2 separate regions of the Macaca mulatta genome follow, and region 2 is linked to region 1. A link is a contact called in public Hi-C data. All regions are on one chromosome and are shown on one strand. Each heading gives the region's core, a stretch centred on a gene start, on an enhancer-like site or on the middle of the called end of the contact. The rest is flanking DNA. Distances are from core to core; before and after follow the strand shown.

The links. A called contact is a pair of places that touch in the nucleus more often than the background predicts.
Region 2: a Hi-C map of cortical neurons shows a contact between it and region 1, with 2.4 times the contacts expected there. The contact joins the promoter of CFAP410 here to the promoter of LRRC3 in region 1. A contact is called at or near these places in 2 of 14 Hi-C or Micro-C datasets (cortical neurons and liver).

Annotation. Positions count from the first base shown.
Region 1 is chr3:3,089,668-3,094,124 of T2T-MMU8v2.0, reverse strand. LRRC3 (leucine rich repeat containing 3) reads left to right here and starts at 1,459. Exons shown (of 1, transcript NM_001194240.1): 1 at 1,459-2,245. The coding sequence starts at 1,462. The coding sequence ends at 2,235. It also overlaps the pseudogene LOC144340119.
Region 2 is chr3:3,194,444-3,198,626 of T2T-MMU8v2.0, reverse strand. It overlaps CFAP410 (cilia and flagella associated protein 410), which reads right to left and starts at 2,629. Exons shown (of 6, transcript XM_077995651.1): 1 at 2,345-2,629.

The DNA.
Region 1 (4,457 bases), core at 210-2,709:
CCGCAGACCCCGCCCACACCCATAACCACGCCCTCAGCCTCCACCACCGCGTCCTCAGTCCCGCAACCACGCCCACAACCCGCCCACAGCCCCTGCGACCTGAGTCTTAGTACCGGCTCCATCTAAAGCCGCACCACCAGCTCCTCCTATGCCCCGCCCCATCTCTTCCAGGCCCCGCCCTCAAACCCCGCCCCCGCCTAACAACAAATCCCATTCAGGTCTCCTTACATGCCCCGCCCCTTCCCCCGCCCACGCGGGAATCGACACAGCCAGTCTCCGCCTTTCGTCCCGCCCCTCCCTCCAGGCCCCGCCCCTCCCCGCCCCTCGCCAGCGCAGGCCGGAGCCGCGGCCTCCCCAGCCAGTGGTCGCGGGCGCGGGCGCAGGGGCAGCAGGGTCGCCACCGCGCCAGGGGTGGAAGCGGGTCTGGCGGGCTCCGAGAGACCCGGGAGCAGCGCGCAGAGCAGCCTCCGGCCGCCGCCGCGCAGGTAAAGCCCCCGCCCAGCCCTGGGAGCATGGATCCCCCACCACCCGTGACCATCCCCCCGCCGCGAGTGCTCGGGTCTCGGGGGTCGCAGGTTCCGGGGGTCCTAGGGCCGGAGGGTCTAAAGGCTCGAGGTCCCGGGGTCCGAGCCCCTCCCGGCCGGCTCCGCGCGCGGCCCCGCCGTCCACGCCCAACGCGGGCCGCGCGCACAGGGCTTGGCTTCTCCGTTTTCTCCGCTTCTTCCTTCAGGCAGTTGAAAGAAAAGGCGCGGTTCTGCGCCCGGTGCGAGCCGCGGCTGCTTTAGGGCTGGCAGGGAAAGGCTTGCTGGGTTATTACAGTTTTTAGGGATTGTCGGAGTCAGCCAGGCGTTGGCTGCGGGAGTAGCCCCTGGCGCGCGAGCGCCCGCTGGTGCCCGGCCACGTGCCCGTCTTGACCCGCGCTCCAGGTTTGGCAGAATCTCCAGCCGTCCCCGTCCTCCTGGCATCCACCCTGAGGAGGGGCTGGGTGGTCCCAGGCCGCCGCCACCCCGCCACCCGGCCTTTGGTCCCCAGCGGTGTGGGAGGTGGCCAGGGCTGACCGCAGTGACCACCGACTGCGCCACACGGAGCCCCCTGGCAGTGCCAGCACTTGTGGGACGCTCCTCCCGGGCGCATTGGGAGTCTCCAGAAGTAAGTTACAGGCAGAGCTGTTTAAGGAGGCGTGCTCCCCATCCCAGACCCTTCGGCGGGCCCTGGACAACCTCCCCACCAGTGGACGCGTTTCCCAGATGACTGCAGCAGGCAGTGCTGACCACCCTCCTTCCCTCTCCCCTCCCTCCTGCGTCTTCCCTTTCAGAGCTGCCAGAGTGGAGTGCACTGCTTCTTCCAGCCCGGCAGGATGGCGGGTTCTTGTCTGGTTGGATAAGGCCTTGCAGCAGAAAAGAGCTCCATCTCCAGGCCTGAGCAGAGGCGCGCATCTCCCCATTCCCAGGCCAGCTCAGGATGGGCACCGTGCGCCTGCCTCGCCCCTCCCTCCTGCTGGTCTCCACCCGGGGGTCTTGTCTCTTCCTCCTCTTCTGCCTGCGCCTGGGCGCCACCTGCCCGCAGCCCTGCCGGTGCCCTGACCATGCAGGGGCTGTTGCTGTCTACTGCAGCTTGCGGGGCCTGCAGGAGGTCCCCCAGGACATCCCGGCCGACACCGTGCTCCTGAAGCTGGATGCCAACAAGATCTCCCACCTCCCGGACGGGGCCTTCCAGCACCTGCACCGGCTCAGGGAGCTGGATCTGTCTCACAACGCCATCGAGGCCATTGGCCCCGCCACCTTCGCGGGCCTGGCGGGGGGCCTGCGGCTGCTGGACCTGTCCTACAACCGCATCCAGAGGATCCCCAAGGACGCCCTGGGCAAGCTCAGTGCCAAAATACGCCTGTCCCACAACCCCCTGCACTGTGAGTGTGCCCTGCAGGAGGCCCTGTGGGAGCTGAAGCTGGACCCCGACTCTGTGGACGAGATCGCCTGCCACACCTCAGTGCAGGAGGAGTTTGTGGGGAAGCCTCTGGTTCAGGCTCTGGATGCAGGTGCCAGCCTCTGCAGTGTCCCCCACAGGACCACAGATGTGGCCATGCTGGTCACCATGTTCGGCTGGTTCGCCATGGTGATCGCCTATATCGTGTACTATGTGCGCCACAACCAGGAGGATGCCCGGAGGCACCTGGAGTACCTGAAGTCTCTGCCCAGCGCCCCTGCCTCCAAGGACCCCATTGGCCCGGGGCCCTAGCGCCTGTTCCAGCAGACCCCCGCCGATGGCTGCTGTCACTTCTGTAGTAGGTGGTAACTGATGATGCTTTTGCTATTCCCTGAGGCAGGTGTCACAGCCATGTGTGCTGTGCTCCCCACTGTTGCCCTCGGGCACAGCAGCACCTCCAGGCTGGATGGTTTTGCCATCATCCGTGTGAAGGATGAGGAACCTGAAGCTTAGTGAAACAGAAAGACTGCCTGTGACACCATCAGGAAATGATCCCAATGGGACTTCAACCTGGGCTGTCCATCGTGACATTCCGCCTCCTTCCACCACGCGAGCCTCTCCCACACAGGGCCCGCAGGCTGTGGATATGCACGCAGAGGACACGGGGTGCTCCACAAGCGTGAGGGTTCACGACAGGGGGCTCGGGTTCAGGTTCACCTGCTGAAGGCGCTGATAAGTCCTGTGCTGAGGAGCTGGCTTGCCCTTGTTTACCTACAAAGTGCACTGTAGGTAAACATGAGCCTTGTTCCACTGTTCCAGGTACATTGGAACATGAGCCCTGTTTCCAGAGCAAAGTAACAGAGACCAGGTTTTTCTAGAGCACTAAGTGGGATGTGTAGCTCAAACAAACTGCCCTAAGCTTTTTGTTCTCACAATGTTTGAGCAACCCTAGTGCCAAAATTTCAGTCCAGTAATGGGGTGAACAATATGGAGAGAGACCTGGGAAAAGTCCAAGGTAGCTTGCCTAGGGGAAGGCAGCAGCCACATATCTGGGGCCCTGCCTGCTTCCTGCCCCTCTGGCTGTGCCTGTTGTGGGAGGCCCTGCCCCAGGGTGATCTTGGCTCACTGCAACCTTCGCCTCCCAGGCTCAATCACTTCTCCTGCCTCAACCTCCTGAGTAGCTGGAATTACAGGCACCTGCCACCATGCCTGGCTAATTTTTGTATTTTTAGTAGAGATGGGGTTTCACCATGTTGGCCAGGCTGGTCTCGAACTCCTGGCCTCAAGTGACCCGCCCGCCTCAGCCTCCCAAAGTGCTGGGATTACAGGTGTAAGTCACCACGCCTGGCCCTGTGCCTTGCTTTTTCTACTAAGATATAAAACAGCTTTTTCCAAGGCCAGGAGTACTGGTGATTGATGTTTCAAGGCCAATCAATGGGATGCTTCATTTTCTCCAGCAACAGGAACTCTCTCTTTTCACCTTTGCTGCCAGGAATCTCAGAGATAATTTAGTATTCAATTTACTTACCTTAACATTCAGGTTAGATGTTACCTCCACCTATATGATAGTAATTCTTAATTTTTTGTCCTTTTTATGAGTGTTTATATTTTAAAGTACTTTATTTTTTGGGGGGGTGCAAATGAGTGATCAGTGTACATTGTGTGTAGACTGAAGTGTAGGTATGTAGAGATGCTTCACCAAACAGATGCTTAAAAATGATTGGAAGTTGAGGGTGGTTTGTGTTTGGAAAGCGTCAGGTGACTTGGAAGGTGAGAGCCTGACCAGGGTGTGTGCAGTGCGAGTCACAGGAGCGTCTGTGTTGTGAGGTGCTTGGTAGGCTTTGCTCTGCCCACCGTGCAGACGTGGGGGTAGGTGAGGAGCCTGGCCCAGTGTGTGAGTGGAGGCAGCCCCAGGCCCCGCTTGCTTCCCTCATGCCACGCTGCCTGAGTGTCACCGTGCTCGGAGGATAGAGACCTCCACGGAAACTGCCAGCGCCGCTCACCCTTCCAGCGAGAGCTAGAACCAAGTGCCAGCTCCCGGGAGCGCACCCGTGCTGGTCGCGTGGTCCTCATGGTCCGGACAGAGCCAGCAGGTGGCGGAGTGTCCGGTTCCACTGTTTGGAGGAAGCGGGCGCTGACACAGCAGAGTGTCCTGGGCCTGCGGGGGTTTCTATCCACAGACCAAGTGGCTGAAAGCATAGGATAAGGATGTGTGGGTGAAGAACCGGTGCCATCCCTGGCTCTCTGATGGATGCAGGCGGGGCAGGTGAACTGTTGCTGGCCTGGCCTGCAGGCCTGGGGTCACATGGTGATTGGCGTCCTCCTGCCACCCCTTCTCCATGCCAGGGTGCCTGTGGTGGGTTTGCCCGGCCCGCGTGACCCCAGGTCCCAAGGAGAGTGTGGACTGAGGCCTGGGTGGTGAAGGCAGGGCCTCTCCTCAGCCCTGCGTCCTGTGAGTGCCAGCCAGTCCCATCTCACATTTTGGGGGGCCCTTTCCCTGCTGCCAGGGGACTCTTCATTGGCCCTTACCCTAG
Region 2 (4,183 bases), core at 1,380-3,879, 100 kb before region 1:
ATGGTGGTTCACGCCTGTAATTCCAACACTTTGGGAGGCTGAGGCAGGTGGATCACCTGAACTCAGGGGCTTCAAGACCAGCCTGTCCGACACAGTGAAACCCCATCTCTACCAAAAAGTACAAATATTAGCCAGGCATGGTGGTGGGCGCCTGTTGTCCCAGCTACTCAAAGGCTGAGGCAGAAGAATCGCTTGAACCCGGGAGGTGGAGGTTGCAGTGAGCGAAGATCGCGCCACTGCACTCCAGCCTGGGCCAAAAAAAAAAAAAAAAAACAGGAAAGAAAGAAAGAAACAATTGGTATGCAATCCTTGTGTAAGTTGGAAGTTGGGGACATTTTGGACTGAGAAAGAGAATGAGGGAAGAGAAGAAAGAAATCTTTTCACAGACGCACACGCTCAAGTTCTCCCAGCAGGGCTTGTTCTCTGCCGCCTTTGGGGTAGCGGTGGGGGGCACAAGGCTAGATGTGACCAAGAAGAGGGGGTGCAGACCTTCAACTTCCCCTTAACAAAGTAAAACAAACCGTCCTGGGATTCCTTTCCAGGTGATAGCAAGTTCCAAACTATTGCTCCCCTCCTCTGTGACCAAGTGACAAACAGCGTTTCATTTATGTTGACGGGAACAGCAAAATCAGCCTGGTACTGGAGAATTGTTTTTCCATTAGTGGTTCTACATAACGAAACCCGCCAAGTGAACAAAGTACCAAGTGTGGGACTGAACTGATAGGGGCAGTTTTGTCAACTTAAAAATTCTCTTGGGGAAGAAGCTACAACATTTGGGACTGAGGCCATTTGGAGATGATCAGAGCAATACTTACATCTGTGAGGCGGCTGCCCCTGGGGAGAGAAAAGATACTTTAATTTTGTTAAAGTTGAATAAAAAACACTGAAGACAAAAATTCCAAAAATTACCAATGACTCCCTACAAACCTTAAGATTCTAGCATTTTAATGGCGTGGCAAAAAATATAACCGGCAAAGGTGTAAACAATTGTTTTACTTGATTTTCAACTACACTGTATGACGTTGGGGTGGTACCTTTTAGATAAGGAGCAGCAGAGCCATTTGTAAGACACGAAAAGATGAACTGTTCCTCATGGTCCCTGAATAGCAGAAGGTTAATATCTCTCACTGACAGACATCAACAAGGGCGTCTTTATAAGAGGCCAAGTTCAAAGGGTGAACAGGCGACTTATGAAGCAAACTTTAAAAGCCTGAAATCGGGTTGTTGTTTCTTCCAGCTTAGTGAGAGTACTGACCACCCCGTGCAAAACAAAGAAATGCATTATTGAAAGCAAATGACACAGGGGAATTGTAGCCAAAACACCAAATGTGCCAGGGCAGACAGAAAAGCTTTTTTTTTTTTTTTTTTGAGACGGAGTCTTGCTCTGTCGCCCAGGCTGGAGTGCAGTGGCCGGATCTCAGCTCACTGCAAGCTCTGCCTCCCGGGTTTACGCCATTCTCCTGCCTCGGCCTCCCGAGTAGCTGGGACTACAGGCGCCCGCCACCTCGCTCGGCTAGTTTTTTTTTTGTATTTTTTAGTAGAGACGGGGTTTCACCGTGTTCGCCAGGATGGTCTCGATCTCCTGACCTCGTGATCCGCCCGCCTCGGCCTCCCAAAGTGCTGGGATTACAGGCTTGAGCCACCGCGCCCGGCCCAGAAAAGCTTTTTAATTAACAGAGAAGAGCTCGCTCTGGGCAGTATGGGGATACCCCTGGGAGGAAGCGCCTGCTCTCCCTGACCCCCACGCCCCGCCTGCAGGGTGCGGCCAGTTGACAGGGCGCAGCGACTCCGCTGAGTCCCCAGGGAGCCCTGGAGATCGTGCGGGCCTCAACTCCAGGCTGCCTCCTCTGGAAGCTCCTGGTCCTCCTTGGCCTGGTGAGCCTCAGTATTACCCGCTTTTGCGCCTTCATGGGTCCCACCGCACCCACGTCCCTTCCTATCACCTGCCAGGCATACCCTTGGCACGGCCGCCCCCAGTACTGATTACCAACGTGTTTCCTGACTCAGTCCTCGAGAACTCAGTTCTCTCTCCTATTCGACTTGGTCCCAGTGACTGCTGGCAACCCCAGACATCAGATCTGGCCCACAGGGCAGCCGGGGCAAAGGCGGGCCGGGAAATGGGGGGGCCCCGGCGACCCCGACCCCTGGTCTCCTCTCCTCCCTGACCCCTGACTCCTTTGACGCCCTCGCCCCTGCACCTGACCCCGTTCCACTTCCGCACCTGCCCCCGTTCCACCCCCGCCCCCGCCCCCTCCCCGGCTCCGCCCTCACCCCAGTCCCCGCCCTGGCCCCGCCCCCGCTCCTCCCCCGACCCCGGGGCGGCCGCGGCCAGGCCCCGCCTCACCAGCAGTTGAGCTTGCGCACGCTGTGCAGCTCCGAGGCCTTGGCCCGGGTCAGGACCATCTTCCGCGTCAGCTTCATGGCGACCGCCCAGGCCCGGCCGGCGGGCGCCCCCGGCCTCCTGCTCCCGGGCGGGTGACGACTGCGCGGCGCGTGTCTCCAGGGGCGGGGCCCACGTCGTCAGGGGCGGATCCTGAGCCCATTGGCGGCTTGGCGAGGAGAGCGGGGCGAGGAGAGCGCCCTGGGGCCGCTTGGGCGCCGCTGACACGTCGGCTCTGCTCCTGCGCATGGGCGGCCTGGGGCGCCCGGCTCTGACGCGATTCTAACGCGACCCCGGAAGCGCGCGGCGAGCCGTGGGTGGGTGCAGGTGGCGGTCCCGGAGGCGGCCCCGTGAGGGCTGAGCTGCCGCTCCCTGGAACCGAGCGGGGTGGGCTCGGTCCCACGCGTACCATGGCCGAGTGCGTAGGCCTGTCTCTGAGCGCGGGCCTAGCGTGGATGGGATGGGCGCTACACAGCTCCAAGTTACGCGATTCAAACTCTTGGAATAAACCCAGGGCAGCCCTGGGGCTGTGTTGATTCCCTGTCTCGCTCCCTCCCAGCTTTTACAGAAAAGACGCATTTATAGGAAAGACGTACGGACAGGTCCAGCAGAGCCCTTACAAGCATTTCAGCCTTTTAGAAATCAGGTAAGACCCCCTAAACATCGTTACATGGGCCACAGTTACATTAAGACGGGCATTCTGAAACCGCCTTTGCCAAAAATTGTATCAGTGAGAGAATGATGGCCCTGAAGGAGATCTGGCCAATCCCCATCTTGCCTTTGTCCTTGAAGCTGCCCTTAATTATTCCTGGATAAGCAAAGCTAATTTTGGGAGACATTTATAGTTTAAATGATAGCAGCCCTTCCTCAAAACTAAACAGCCTTTGTAAAGGTAATGAGACCACGGGAACCGCCTTTGCAAAAATCGTAACTGAAGAAATTATGACAGGGAAAGATCTCCTAACGCACCCCATCTTCCTGCTATCCTCTAAACTGCCTTTGTTCATTCGTGGGTGTAGACCAGACTAGCCTTGGGAAGGAATTTAGTTTATAGATTAAACTCTGAAACAAAATTGATAATAGCCCTTTCCCAAAAAAACCCTTCTTGCCTGGGGACCAGTCTGCCTTTGTAGGACTAACAAATTAAGCTATGAGATGAAAAATTACAGTTTAGGGGCTGGCAACCTCTGGCGGCAATAGTCTGAACCTCCCCAAATTGCTCCTGGGAATAACATCACTGTTGCAAAACTTAAGATCAGTGCTTGAAATGTTTTGTAGACCCTGCATTCGGACATCACTTAGACAGATAATCTGGCTCAACCATTTGTGCGATCCCACCCAGGAACAGAAGTCAGCCAGAACTCATTTCGAACCCTTATGATTTAATCTTCAACCTGACCAATCAGTACTCACCACTTTCTGAGCCCTACCCGCCAAATTATCCTTAAAAACGCTGATCCCTGAATGCTCGGGGAGACTGATTTGAGTCATAAAACTCCATTCCTGCACAGCCAGCTCTGCGTGAATTACTCCTTCTCCACTGCAGTTCCCTTGTCTTGATAAATCGGTTCTGTCTAGGCAGTGGACAAGGTGAACCCGTTGGGCGGTTACACCACCAGGCTAGAAGGATAGAGGAGCCTGAATTCCACTAAGGTGCAGGCGTAAACTTTCGTCAGCCATTATTCTGGAGGTCACAAGACAAGCTACTTCCCCAATTACTCCTGCAGATAACATCACTATTGTAGAACATCACTATTGTATCTTTTCAGGTTTATTGCACGTCTGACATGGATGGACCCAGCT